Linked DNA regions of Mus musculus: all the other regions are linked to region 1. The links are chromatin contacts, called in public Hi-C and promoter capture Hi-C maps. All regions are on one chromosome and are shown on one strand. Each heading gives the region's core, a stretch centred on a gene start, on an enhancer-like site or on the middle of the called end of the contact. The rest is flanking DNA. Distances are from core to core; before and after follow the strand shown. Region 1 holds the start of Foxo1 (forkhead box O1). Region 2 has its middle 64 kb from the start of Gm20750. Region 3 overlaps Setd7 (SET domain containing (lysine methyltransferase) 7).

What was found. Promoter capture Hi-C pulls out the DNA fragments that hold promoters and counts their contacts. Hi-C and Micro-C count contacts between places; a contact is called where the count stands out from the background.
Region 2: a Hi-C map of bone marrow-derived macrophages shows a contact between it and region 1, with 19 read pairs. The contact joins the enhancer-like site here to the promoter of Foxo1 in region 1. A contact is called at or near these places in 16 of 39 promoter capture datasets (the 3T3-L1 cell line, 3T3-L1-derived adipocytes, the C10 cell line and 12 more), 2 of 15 datasets of contacts at CTCF or cohesin (the NIH/3T3 cell line and large pre-B cells), 17 of 484 Hi-C or Micro-C datasets (B cells, B-cell progenitors, the C2C12 cell line and 12 more), 31 of 115 datasets of contacts at active chromatin or transcription factors (the 230-238 cell line, CD8 T cells, DN3 thymocytes and 22 more) and 1 of 9 other capture datasets (liver).
Region 3: a promoter capture Hi-C map of hippocampal neurons shows a contact between it and region 1, with 5 times the contacts expected there. The contact joins the enhancer-like site here to the promoter of Foxo1 in region 1. A contact is called at or near these places in 3 of 39 promoter capture datasets (hippocampal neurons and liver), 1 of 484 Hi-C or Micro-C datasets (bone marrow-derived macrophages) and 5 of 115 datasets of contacts at active chromatin or transcription factors (embryonic basal ganglia, embryonic stem cells, neural tube and 2 more).

Annotation. Positions count from the first base shown.
Region 1 is chr3:52,266,366-52,270,936 of GRCm38.p6, forward strand. It overlaps Foxo1 (forkhead box O1), which reads left to right and starts at 1,972. Exons shown (of 3, transcript NM_019739.3): 1 at 1,972-3,057. The coding sequence starts at 2,437.
Region 2 is chr3:52,861,141-52,865,283 of GRCm38.p6, forward strand. No RefSeq gene overlaps it. Among named protein-coding and RNA genes, the nearest start is that of Gm20750, 64 kb to the right of the region's middle. Within about 2 kb of position 2,216, at least 24 of the 459 cell types and tissues checked have an H3K27ac peak or open chromatin away from gene starts, as enhancers often do. A contact at or near this core is called in CD8 T cells, the HPC-7 cell line, acute myeloid leukemia and 3 more, where this site is marked.
Region 3 is chr3:51,529,876-51,533,948 of GRCm38.p6, forward strand. Setd7 (SET domain containing (lysine methyltransferase) 7) reads right to left here. Exons shown (of 8, transcript NM_080793.5): 5 at 3,100-3,181; 6 at 196-313. Among named protein-coding and RNA genes, the nearest start is that of Gm36008, 21 kb to the left of the region's middle. Within about 2 kb of position 2,351, at least 94 of the 459 cell types and tissues checked have an H3K27ac peak or open chromatin away from gene starts, as enhancers often do. A contact at or near this core is called in hippocampal neurons, liver and stem cell-derived neural progenitor cells, where this site is marked.

The DNA of each region.
Region 1 (4,571 bases), core at 722-3,221:
AAGATGCTCAGTGACGTCCCACGCTTCAGTAAACTGACTTCACACACCACGAATAATCACCTCTATGAACCGTTTAAGGTGCATCTGTTATACAAACCTTTGTATTGGGGGCATTGATTGTGCAGATTCTCTGACTCTTTTCTTTTTTGGTCTTAGCATTGAGCTTAGGGTCCCACTCTTGTTAAGCCTTGGCTGTATCACTAGCCTATACTATGACACTTATAGAAACAGTTGGGGACAGTGGCCTTAGAGAATTTGAAGATCTGGGGAAAGCTTTAGGAAAACTCCTTTAACCAAATGCTCTCATCGCAACAGTCCCTGAGAAACCGAAACAGAAATGAGGCGAAGGCCAAATTCACAGCTGGATTTCATCGCCAAGAATGGTCCTCTAGTGCTCCGCCTATTTGTAGGGTGCGGCTGTCTGACTGTGGGCCCACCTCGGCAGAGTGTGATTACAAAGGAGCACCAGAGGGTTGTTCTTTGTGGTCCTGCTTAGGCTCATCCATTTACTCGAGTCTCCCAGCGGTTGTCAAAGCCAAATTTTGTAGTCAAGGTGAAGAGACAGTTAACCAAACTGTCCTCGGCACCTCTGGTTCAGGATCGCCACTCAAAACTTTTATCAGTAGGCAGCCGTTTCAGAAAAAGGGATTATGAATAGGGGAATAGGGGCCTGGATTAGCGAGACGTTAGAGACAAAGTGGAAGGAGTAAGAAGGCTGGTTTTCTTTTGGAGTCTCATTTTACATAGAAAAACTCCACGTAAGAAAGAAGAGCGAAGTACAACCGCAACAAGACATTTGGAGCTGCGTTTTTGGACATATTTAAAGCCCTAATATGCATCTTCAATTCTAAAGCATCCTAGCCAATAAAAGAAAATGCCACCCATATTTCTTTTTTTTTAAAAAAGAAAGCAAATCAGAGGATCAAGCGAGGGAACATTTTCTTCTATTCTGTAAGGCAAAAAGAACCACTGTCTTTCTACCTTTGGCTCCGCCGGACGTGTGTTAGATACGCGGGTCTGGGAGCTCACTCTGTGAGTTTAAAGAACTGAGGGGCGGAGCTGTGCCCCAACACTTGGGGCTTATCTCCTTTTGCGACTTCAACACCTCATCGCTTCCATGCTAAATAAAAAAGAAATAAGCAAGCAGTTAAACTTAATTAGGGGTAATAAAGTGACAAAGTTGTCTCTAAGCGCTCCTCTGACTCTTTAGCCACCACACCGGTCCTCAGGAAAAAGTGAGATTCCCGTGGCAGAAAAGCGGTTCCCATAGAAGACGTCGGATCTGAGGCGCTACTGGAGCTAGGTGCTTGTGCAACAGTGTTCTCCCCGCGCCGCACCTCTCTGGGGTTCAGGATGAGTGGAGGCTGGGGGCTGGACCGAGCCGCAGAGGCTCGTCTTGCAGGTGTGCACAGGTAGGGTGGGAAGCGGTTACTCCGGAGCCGCAGAGCGACGGGTCTTCACCGAAGGATCTGCGCGCCTGGGGCGGCCAGGGCAGATGCCAGCTTAAGAAAACATTCCTCCAAAACAAACCCCACCGACTTCCCGAGAGCTGCGCGAAGACGCGTGGGCGGAGCGGGCTTGAGTGGAATCCACGAGGCGCCCCACCGCCCACGTCGCGTCCGGGAGCGCGCAGCGGCCCCGCGCCATCCCGGGAGTCAGGGTCTGGGCTCTGCCTGGAGTACTCGATTGCACTCTGTAGTAAACAAAAGTATGGTAGCCGCCTCCACGCCGGTTTGCCTCCTAGCAATCCGATCGCTGAGACGCCAGAGACTCAGAAACACTTGAGAATTACAGAAAATAATAACGGAGATTGGAAAAAAAAAAAAAAGTGTGTGAGAAAGAAAAATACCCCACCGCCCCCCACCAACCTACTGCCGCCTCCCGAGGGAAGGCAGCGCCCGCCCAGGCCCGCGTTCATTGGCTGCTTCGGCGGAGACTTCGCGCGTCCATTGGCCGCGCAGCCTGTCAGTCAGGGGCGGGGCGGCGCGCGCGCCGCCGCGGGCGGGGAGCCCGCTGCAGATCCCGTAAGACGGGAGTCTGCGGAGTCGCTTCAGTCCCCGCCGCCGCCACATTCAACAGGCAGCAGCGCCGCTGTCGCGCGGCCGCGGAGAGCTAGAGCGGCCCGCAGCGTCCGCCCGTCTGCCTTGGCGTCCGCGGCCCTTGTCAGCGGGAGCGCGGTGCCCGAGCTGCCGGGCTCCGCGGCCTGGTCGGTGCCCCGTCCTAGGCACGAACTCGGAGGCTCCTTAGACACCGGTGACCCAGCGAAGTTAAGTTCTGGGCGCGTCCGTCCGCTGCGCCCCGCCGCGCCTGACTCCGGCGTGCGTCCGCCGTCCGCGGCCCCCCAATCTCGGAGCGACACTCGGGTCGCCCGCTCCGCGCCCCCGGTGGCCGCGTCTCCCGGTACTTCTCTGCTGGTGGGGGAGGGGCGGGGGCACCATGGCCGAAGCGCCCCAGGTGGTGGAGACCGACCCGGACTTCGAGCCGCTGCCCCGGCAGCGCTCCTGTACCTGGCCGCTGCCCAGGCCGGAGTTTAACCAGTCCAACTCGACCACCTCCAGTCCGGCGCCGTCGGGCGGCGCGGCCGCCAACCCCGACGCCGCGGCGAGCCTGGCCTCGGCGTCCGCTGTCAGCACCGACTTTATGAGCAACCTGAGCCTGCTGGAGGAGAGTGAGGACTTCGCGCGGGCGCCAGGCTGCGTGGCCGTGGCGGCGGCGGCTGCGGCCAGCAGGGGCCTGTGCGGGGACTTCCAGGGCCCCGAGGCGGGCTGCGTGCACCCAGCGCCGCCACAGCCCCCACCGACCGGGCCGCTGTCGCAGCCCCCACCCGTGCCTCCCTCCGCTGCCGCCGCCGCGGGGCCACTCGCGGGACAGCCGCGCAAGACCAGCTCGTCGCGCCGCAACGCGTGGGGCAACCTGTCGTACGCCGACCTCATCACCAAGGCCATCGAGAGCTCAGCCGAGAAGAGGCTCACCCTGTCGCAGATCTACGAGTGGATGGTGAAGAGCGTGCCCTACTTCAAGGATAAGGGCGACAGCAACAGCTCGGCGGGCTGGAAGGTGAACGGCCTCTGGGCGGCCCTGGGGGGTGGGGTGGGGATGTGTTGGGGCCGGCGGAGGGTCGGCAGTGTGGGTGTTCGGGGCCCGGAAATGATGGGCGCACGGAGAGAGCGGGGCGAGAAATGGCAGGTGTGGCGGGGGCTTCCCGGAGACCCAGAGCCAAATTTGGACCAGGTGCAGGCGAGGGACTTCTAGAGAGACCCGGGCAGGGCTCGTTTGGGAACTTAAGTGAAATGGCAGAGCAGGCGTGAAAGTTAGCTTAGTTGTTGGAGCGAGGGGTTCGCTTCCAAGGTCCCTCTCCATTTGACACTCCAGACCTCCTGCGAGGGGGTCGGGCGACTCCTCCACCCACACGCGCACCCACTCTCCCGACCCTCGGCCGCCAAGGTTTCCCCGGGACCCGACCGCGGAGGTGCGGGGCGCACTGGAGACATCCCCCACCCCCACGCGCGCGCACGCAGGCGCGGGGCTCCCGCAGCTTTTGGGATAGCCAAACGCGCAGCTGGCTGAGCCGTGTGCGGGCCAGCGGTTGCAGAAAGTTGCGGAGGCCGGGGCAAATTTGGTTTTAACCAAAGTGGCCTGGGCACTGAGCAGGTGGTCGAGCGTTCCCACTCACTGGGTACGGTTTCGGACGCGCGCAAGTGGGTGGCCAAGGCTTTTAGGCTCTGGGCAATCTAAAGTTCAAGTGTGACCCTTGGCCGGGGCGGGAGCAGGCGAGGAGGGAGGGACCGGGTGTACAGGAAGCTAGAACCTTTAAAGGGCCAGTGCCTCCAGGCTGGGAGGCCACACTTTTTGCACTCAGAGAAAGGCTTCCACAGTTGGGCTGGCTTGGGGAGGTATGCATTTAATTGAAAGCCGAGAGGCTGCTGTGTGTGACCAGATTATGCGTGAGTGTTGGGGAGTGATTTACCGTAAAGCATGCAGCTACCCACGACCGGGCAAGTCTGGGAGCCCTGAAGTGAGTATTTGGTGGAAGTCTTAAGTGCTCACTTGGGGAATTACGGAAGACCTTTTTGCCTCGAAGGAGGATTGGAGACTTATAAATTAGGTGTTTAAGGCCTTTGTTTACCTTTCCGGTGGGAGGGAGAGGACAGGTGACTCAGTGTGGACTGTGGCATCCCTACCAGTGGAGGTTGGGGTGGTATAAGGGCTGGGGCCTTTGGGGAGGAGAGAATCTTACCTAGAAGTCCCTCTCGAGGTGTGGCCACCTGTGGCTGACAGTTTCTCAGAATCACAGGTGGGACATATGTCTTAAGAATATCCAGTTTTTTCCCCCTCCTGGCCTTGGCTGTGCAGCAGAGCAGAGATTAGCCTTCACGGCATGATTGTAATAGCAAGGTGGTTTCACATACTCTGTCATCCCTGTGGTTAAAGTCTCTAAAAGGTCAACTTACTCACCTCAGACGAAAGTTCTTGCAGAAAGAGCCAGAGGGGTGGTTTTATTTTTCCCACAGTGAGTTTTAAAGATACATACAAGACCTTACCCTTACGTGCAATATTACCAAGTGTTCCAA
Region 2 (4,143 bases), core at 966-3,465, 600 kb after region 1:
CTAGAGAGTCTCACCTACTCCTCCTCAGTCATTTCAGCGCCAACCCAGATTGTCTGCAACTGGTCTGCAGAGGGGAGACAGATCAATACACCCACCACTCGCACGGAGAACCCAGAGAAATCAGGTCAGTGCTCAACAGTGACGTCCCTACCAGCCTGTCATTTCATATTAAGCATGTCACCAACAACTGATTCCGAGAAAAAAAGGATATAAAGCACTCACAACCTCTGGGGAATGTTTCAAAACAGATGGTCTTGTGGACAGTTTTGGGGAAAGGAAGGTTTCTTGGCTCCAGTCAGCGATCAGCTACATGGCACAGCTCACCTAACTGGGCTTGGTGGTGTAGGCTCACACCCACCCCCCCCAACCACTAAGAGGCTAACTCAGGGAGGTTACAAACTCATGGTCAGCTCGAGGAACTTAGTTAGACACCACATGCTCTTCTTATAGGCAGAGTTTTTAAATCCTGAAAGAAGTTGAGAGTGGAGTGGTGGCGGCAGGGAGACTGCATCGTTGATCGATGGACACGAAGTCACAGAGGCGACAGTCGGATGTACCTTTTGTTTTTAGACAGTGCTGTTCAAACTCTGCTTCCCCCTCCTGCCCTTCGTGGCCTGATCCTTTGCTGTCACACTGGTGAATTCTGGGAGGGGAAGCGAGGCCCGGTGGCGGGGAGCTAAGTGACCTCGGGAGGCAAGGTGAGTATGTCAAGAACAGACTCTCCACTCTCCGGACACAGCTTCAGTGAGACAGCTCATTTTAATGGGGTAACAAAGGCTATCCAAGCCTTTGGGGTAAGTAGGGGCTATCAGAGTGACTGTACATCACTGGCCTGGACCAGTGTGCTGGGATGCCTCATTTGCATAACGAGGAACCCCAGGTGCTGCTGCACATGATTATATAAGAGAAGTTTAATGTGGTCACCAGGCTATGTGACTTCCTCCGGTAGGCAAAGGTGGGGGCACGGGGCTACCTGTGCAGGGACACCTAGGCCCAGGGGAGGGGAGGTGCAATTCTACTCTTGCTCTGGGCCTGCCCCCTCCCTCATCTCATGGCTCCTTGGCTCCAGAAGACAAGATCTGCCCACATACCCCAAACTGGTCTCTAACTCATTACCCTCTGCCACTTCCTCCCCAGTGCTGGGACTACGGGCATGCAACACCGGTCCTGGTCTGCTGGGGTGAGTTTACACAGTAGAGTGACCAGAGATAATAATCATGCACTGTAATTACCATGCATATATCTCAGTCAGAAGGAATCTTTAGTGTCTTTACACATAGAAACACCATATATTTATCAAGACTTAAACCCTGTATGATACACTTGTTATCCCTCCCCACTACTGCTTGCATCTCATTGCTAGTCAATAACAATACGCACCTGCTCGTGCGTTTCTGAGTTTCACTTGTAAAAGGAAACTATAGCTCTCGTCATCTCTTGCTACAGCACATCATTTTCTAGTTTAAGAACCATAGCGTGCTTTTTTCTGCAACCTTAAATAAACAAGGTGCAGTGGTTTTTGTTTTCTTGTTTGTTTTTGTTTTTTTAATGTCAGCAAATGTCTTGATAAGAGGGAAAGGTTGTATTGGGTTTGGGTTGGGGGGAGGGTTGGTTATTTTTTCTTTAAATATGTCTTCTCACATGTGTTCCTTCTTCAAGCTGTTTCTTATGAGATGGACAGTTTATACACCCTTTTGTTCAAATCTATGCATTTGGTTAGTGCCTAGAATGAAGCACTGACTATGCACTCACTCAGCCAAGAGGACTATTATTATTTATTGCTAATATAAAACACGAGAACAAGCGACATGCCTTGGGCCTGGAATTGGTGATTTAGCCATTGCAGAAAACACAACCTGCCTTCCCAGCCCTCACAGCTTACTGTACAAGTTATTCCAATATGTAGCCACAAGGAGTGTGTGTGTGTGTGTATGTGTGTGTGTCTATGTGTGTATGTGTGTGTCTCTGTGTGTGTATATGTGTATGTATATGTGTGTCTCTGTGTGTGTCTGTGTGTGATATACATGTGTGTCACTTGTATGTGCAGTATGCTACTGTGAGCACATGTGTGGAGGCCAGAGGCTGGTATTGAGTGTTCTCTATGTACTTTCACTTTCCAGTTTCTCTCCAGAAGCTGAAGAGATGGCTCAGTGGTTACAAACAAAGTTCTGGAAGGTTACCTGGGTTCTCTTCTCAACTCCTACATAGTGGCTCATTAGTGCCTGTAACTCCACTTGCAGGGTTTACAGTGTCCTCACATGTGGTTATACAAACGCGCGCACACAGGCACAGAGCACCTTTTATCCCCAAAGAGGAGACATTCATAGGCTATAGGTAATGACATGTGGGTATTTCATTTTCAGGGCTACCACTGAGACTGCTGGAGAGGATTAGTCTCCTGGAAGGTCTAGTGCATGTGTAAGCATTTGTGAGACCAAGCTCGTTGGGAAGGAGAGCTCTCATCCCTGGGAACTGCATGTTCAATGCCTAGAGGCAAGAGAATGGCGAAATGAAGGAACTGAAGGAAGTTCCTGTTTGGCACAGAGCACAGAGAACTAAAACGGGGACACGGTTGGAGAAGAGAATAGAAACCAAATTGTGAACAAGCCACATGAAGGAGCTTCAAGTTTCTCCTTGGGCCGTGGGAAGTCACTTGTTGTAAGAAGAGAGATAGAATCAAATGTTCACTGGAAGTTCTCTGGCTTGCATACAGAAAGTAGATTGGGAAAGAGCCAGGGTGGAAAGAGAGAGACAGAGACAGAGACAGAGACAGAGTGTGTGTGTGTATATATATATATATATATATATATATATATATATATATATATATACTCAAAACAGAGCCCAAATGCTTTCCAAAGGCCAGATGAATGTAGGCATTTCATGAAATGAAAATACAATTTAATAAATATAAAGAAATACTGAGGAATATCTAAGCTTATGCTCTGCTCTTTGACCGATTGTGAATTTCTTTGTTAATCTCCATCCACTACACAAAGAAACTTCTCTGCTGAGGTTTTAGAGCTGCAGCAATCTGTGTACATAGGAATGGGAGTCTAGAAGGCAGCTTCATACTGTGTCCAAAGTGTGGCAAAATCACCCACAACGGGGCATCTACATCACACTCTCTACCCCACAATGCTCAGGGGCAAGCTCAGAAGAGGTGGCGGAAAGACTGTGAGGGCTGGCCAGAAAGGGACGGACTGCAAAACAATGCCTTCTGGAGATGGTGGGATCTGCTGCACTCATGCAATCGTAGCAGCTACAGTGGCTACACAGATCTGCACAAGATCAAGCCAGTTCCTACGAAGGGTGGAGATAAAGAGATTCACCAGCCTCACCCATAGCTGAGCAGCGATTGACAACTGATGGCTTCAGGAGGAGGGAGAGGCAGTTTGCTCTTGGTGTGTGGCCCCGGGTAGGTCAACCATGCTCCGGGGGCCCCTCCCCACCATGAGTACATGAGTAGCTACAGTCAGCACAATGTTGAATCTGTGATACGTGTGTGTGTGTGTGTGTGTGTGTGTGTGTGTATGTAACAAAAGTGTGAGAGGTGAGGATCTGTGACGACTTGGGGAAGGAACTGAGGGTGAACATGATCAAAATACATTGGATACATGTATGAAATTGTCAAAATAATAAAATATATATTTATATATTTCCCTTTTATATTGGAAGTAGATGTTTTTCTCTCACAGTGTATCTTCTGATTGTTTTCCTTTCTGCCACTCGTCCCACTTCTTCCTCACTTTTCCTCTCATCCAGGTCCACCCCTTTTGGGTCTCTTGCTAGAAAACAAGCAGGCTTCTATGGGATTATGATATTATAGACTATGATATGATAAAAGAAAAACTAAAGCATTGGATTTGGAAAAACAAGCAAAGAAAGAAGAGCCCAAGAGAAGGCATAGGAAACAGAGACCTGTTTGTTTACACACTCAGGAATCCCATAAAAAAACTAAACTGAAGGACATAATGTATATATGCAAGGAACCTATAGGGTAAAAAAAAAAAAAAAGGAAACATCATGTATATTTTTCACATTAACATATTATATATTATTTAAATTTTAAAGTAAGATATTTAGGCAAGTTGTGGTGGCACACGCCTTTAATCCCAGCACTTGGGAGGCAGAGGCAGGCAG
Region 3 (4,073 bases), core at 1,101-3,600, 740 kb before region 1:
CCTAAAAACATACCACATTGGAGGTCATTAATTCATTATTAGGAATCTGACTAGATCTTGAGTTTCAGATGTTGGGTGTGGTCTAGAGGAGACACATGACTGTGTCATTGTCCCACTTTCTATGACCATGAAAGTGGCTTGCTTAAGCTAAGGGCCTTTAGTCGATTAGGTTGAATTCACATCTTGCCCCCTTACCTCTTGGTGTGTAATTCGGACTCCATTATAAAACGACATAACAGTATTAGGTCCAACTGCTACCTTGGAAAACAGCCCTTCTCCAGCACTGGAGATGAGAGAGTCGGCAACATAAACCCTAAATATAGATATAATAATAAAAATCAGATCGTGAGCTTTTCAGCGTGACCCGTCACTTCATGTCAATCACCAAAATTCCATTACAAATTATTGCAATTATTCAACAAAGGCAGGGGGGGAGGGTCAAGAAAGTAAAATGCAATACGTTAGCAACAGGAATGGAAGAAACACCTCTTATCTCTGCAAGCGCTGTATTCAAACTGAACTCTACCCCGCTCCTTTAGATGAAGTATCTGGCTCAGGCGGCCTCAGACTTGCTCCTGAGCCAATGACAACAGGAACTCCTTCTTAATTATTATTTTATTTTGAGACAGGTTCTCTCTGTGTACCCCTGGCTGTCCTGGAACTCTCTCTATAGATCAGGCTGGCCTCGAACTCACAGAGATCCCTTCCCTCTGCTTCCAGGGAATCCAGTGACAACCACCTGAGATAATGATGAACTTCTAGTCTTTCTGCTTCCACCTCAAGTGTCCAATTTTCTGTAGTGCCAGAGATCAAACCTAGGGTTTTGAGACTACCAGGTACACATTCTGTTAACGGAGCCGTATCCCCAGGCCTCAAACAATCTTCCCTAGGGCTGGGGAGATGGCTGATCTTCCAGACCACCTGGGTTTGGTTCCCAGCACCCATATGACATCTCATAACTATTTGTAACCACAGTGCCAAGGATCTGATGCCCTCCTCTGGCTCCTGTGAACAGTGCACCCACAAGGTGCACAGATACACATGCAAACACTCATACACACAATTTTTTTAAAGTCTTCTTTAACAAGGAGTAATTAGTATAGATCCCTAAAGCTACCCATACCTGATATACCTTTTTGAAGAGGAAGATAACATTTACAGCTAATGGTGATTTTTAGTCTTACCAGACAAGAAAGCATTCCCCAGCTTTTCAAAGCCAGATAACAGAGAAAGACCATTTCTTAGTTAAATGCCAAGACGGCTGTTTACACAAAAGGTGACAACGAATCAGCTATATCCAACAAAGGGGTTAAAGCAGCGGTCAGCTAGCTACAGGTCAAATCTGACTGCTGCTCATTTTTGTTGATAAAGTTTTATTGAGACACAGTTGCCTCCCCCAGTTTGCTGAAGACTGTGTCTGACTGCTGCTGGGCTCAGAGGGAGAGATGAGTCTGTGCATCAGACAACACAAGGCCCCCAAGCTTCCACATTGTTACTCAGGGTGAAAAAGGTTCCTACGAATAGCTTTACAAGAAAAGCACTCTCGGTTGTGGAGTGGATGTAATAGAAACTTATGCTCCACCAACAAAGCTTTCATTTCTTCATGCGCTGTGATGGATGGCTCTGCTAGAGGCTGGACATCTGTAATTTTGGCTTATTTTTATGGACTAGAAAGCTGAATTATTGCTTCCAATTCTGCTCCTTTCCTGTGACAGAATGATACATCTCGCCCTCTTGCCAGGTGACCTCATGACACTCCCTTCAGCGCAGGAGGGTTGTATATCCCCCACCCTGCTGACTCTGCTGTTAGAACACAGGGGAAGGCCCTGCTGCTAGAACACAGGGGAAGGCCCTGCTGCTTGGCTTCAGGTGTTAAGAGGTGATGAGTTTCTGCCAGTCTCTTCCAGTTTCCACTGTCTCCAGGAAAAAAATATGCCCTGGGGGTTGTTTTTCCTTTAGCCAGAGTCTTGGAATGAAGAGATGTGAAACAGACCTGAACCCGACTTGAATCCTGGAGCCCAGCCTAGTCCGGCTGAGCCTGGTGAAGCCCAAATAAAAAATGGCTGAACCAAAGCCAGCCCTCCGAACCATGCGTAGAACACAAAATGCTCGCCCCTGTAAACAGCTAAGCGGTTTGAGAGTATTGCTATGCAGAATTTCACAACAGCAGCCTCGCTTGATAGATACAGTTGGCCCTGTAGTCTTTTGGGGCTAACACAGAAAACAGTCTGCACCCTGGCCCTGGGCCAGAACCTCTTGTCAAAAAAGGACATTTTTCTCCCTGCCTGTGGCACTGCGGGATCAGCTCGGTCAGGCAGACCAGGAGAAGGCTTGTTTCTCAGCTGGGAGCAGAAAGTAAACAAGAGCTAACCTATGCGCTGGGGGTTGGGGACTGTCCTTACTCAGAAGTAGACCAGCTGCTGGAGAGTGAGAAGCTGAAGGGCAGCCAACTGCATAGGTTAGGCGTGAAATGGCCAGACTTGACTAGGCGGGGAGCTTTTATGATCGCCATTATTTGTTGTCTTTCTACACTGTCTTCCCTTATGAATAAGGAAGTTGCTTTATGGTCCAAGGGTCAGGCTGCAGAGAATAGAAGTTGTGCTGAAAGTACAGGTCAGGCTAGAAAGGAGGAGGCTAGCGGGAGCCCTGACAGGACCTGTAACATGGCTCTGTGGGTGAAAGCGCCTGCTTTCAAGCCTGACTCCTTCCACATGGTGGAAGGAAAGAACTGGTTTCAGAAGTTGTTCTCTAATTTGTACGTGCTTGCTTCCCCATCCACCCAGAGTCCTGAGAAAGGGGACATTTGAAAGGGACTGACGGACTGACCCAGCACCTTTCCTAGAGAATTCGTTCTAGGACGAGATGAACTGGCTATTGCTAGTGTAGACACTTCCTACGGTCAGGCTCGCTATAAGCATGTAACTGGTCTTCCTCAGGATACCCAAATCCTTACTTGGAAGATGTGCCAAGGAAAAGCGCTCATTATGGAGGGGCTTGGGGTTGAGCAGGAGCCCAGCCTGAGCAGAGAGCCACAGGAGAACGAGCGTGCCCACCACCAGGGCACACACAGGGCAGTGAAAGGCACAAGGAAAGAGTTACCTCTCAGACTCATAAGGGTCTGGAAGGAGAGCATCGCTGGAGATGCAGGAGGAAGTCGATTTATCAAAGTGGTACACGGAACCTAAAAGGCAAATCCACACGTGAGTTCAGGTGCAGCGCCCGGCAGCACACGCAGATGTGTTCCTCGTCATGGGAGGGCCCAATCAATCACACGTGCCAATCTGGTCACGACAGCTAGAATAGCTAAGTCGACCTCTGCCCATTTACTCTTTGATTAGGTTTTTGAATCTTGCCTCCCCCCACCCTCCCACTTAGTAGGAGACAGGGTCCTACTAAGTTGTCCAGCCTGGCTTGGACCTTATAATCCTCAAGTTTTTGAGTGGATGAGATTACAGACCTGCATTTACCAGCCCTGGTTTAGTTTAAGTCTTAATGGACAACCATCAGACTTAACTCTTGGGATTCCTATTTGTTGAGTTTCCTTTATTCAAGTGCCTTAAAAACCTGCTTGGGTACCTAAAATTTTAAGAAAAACAAAAACAAAAACAAAACAAAAACACTTTTTAAATAGAATTTTCAGACTTTTTGATTAGAACAAACTGGGTAATGGTTTTTAAATTTCTCTGAGGGTCTCTTCATCCCAGACAGTCTTTAAACTCTATAGCAGAGCCCAGCACATGACTCCTTTACTGAGAGTGAAGTCAGCCTCACAGAATTAAGGACAACATTGCTCTCCATGCTACATTAACTGTCATTTGGCTTCTGTCTGGTGGCTCAGCACCTGGGGATGATTCCTGAAGATAGGTATGCAACGGTCCTACAATCGCCGTTGGCTTTCTGTCAACCTTGGCAAATTCCCAGGGCTCATACACAAAGAAACAAGATTTGGAACCAGGAACGGGGTAGTAAACTCCTACAAAGCAAATTGTTTTTAGCACCAAGACCACACAAGCAATCCCACCAGTCAGGCCTTCAGTAGTTGTCATGGTTACCAGACCCCTTTCCTGTTGTTT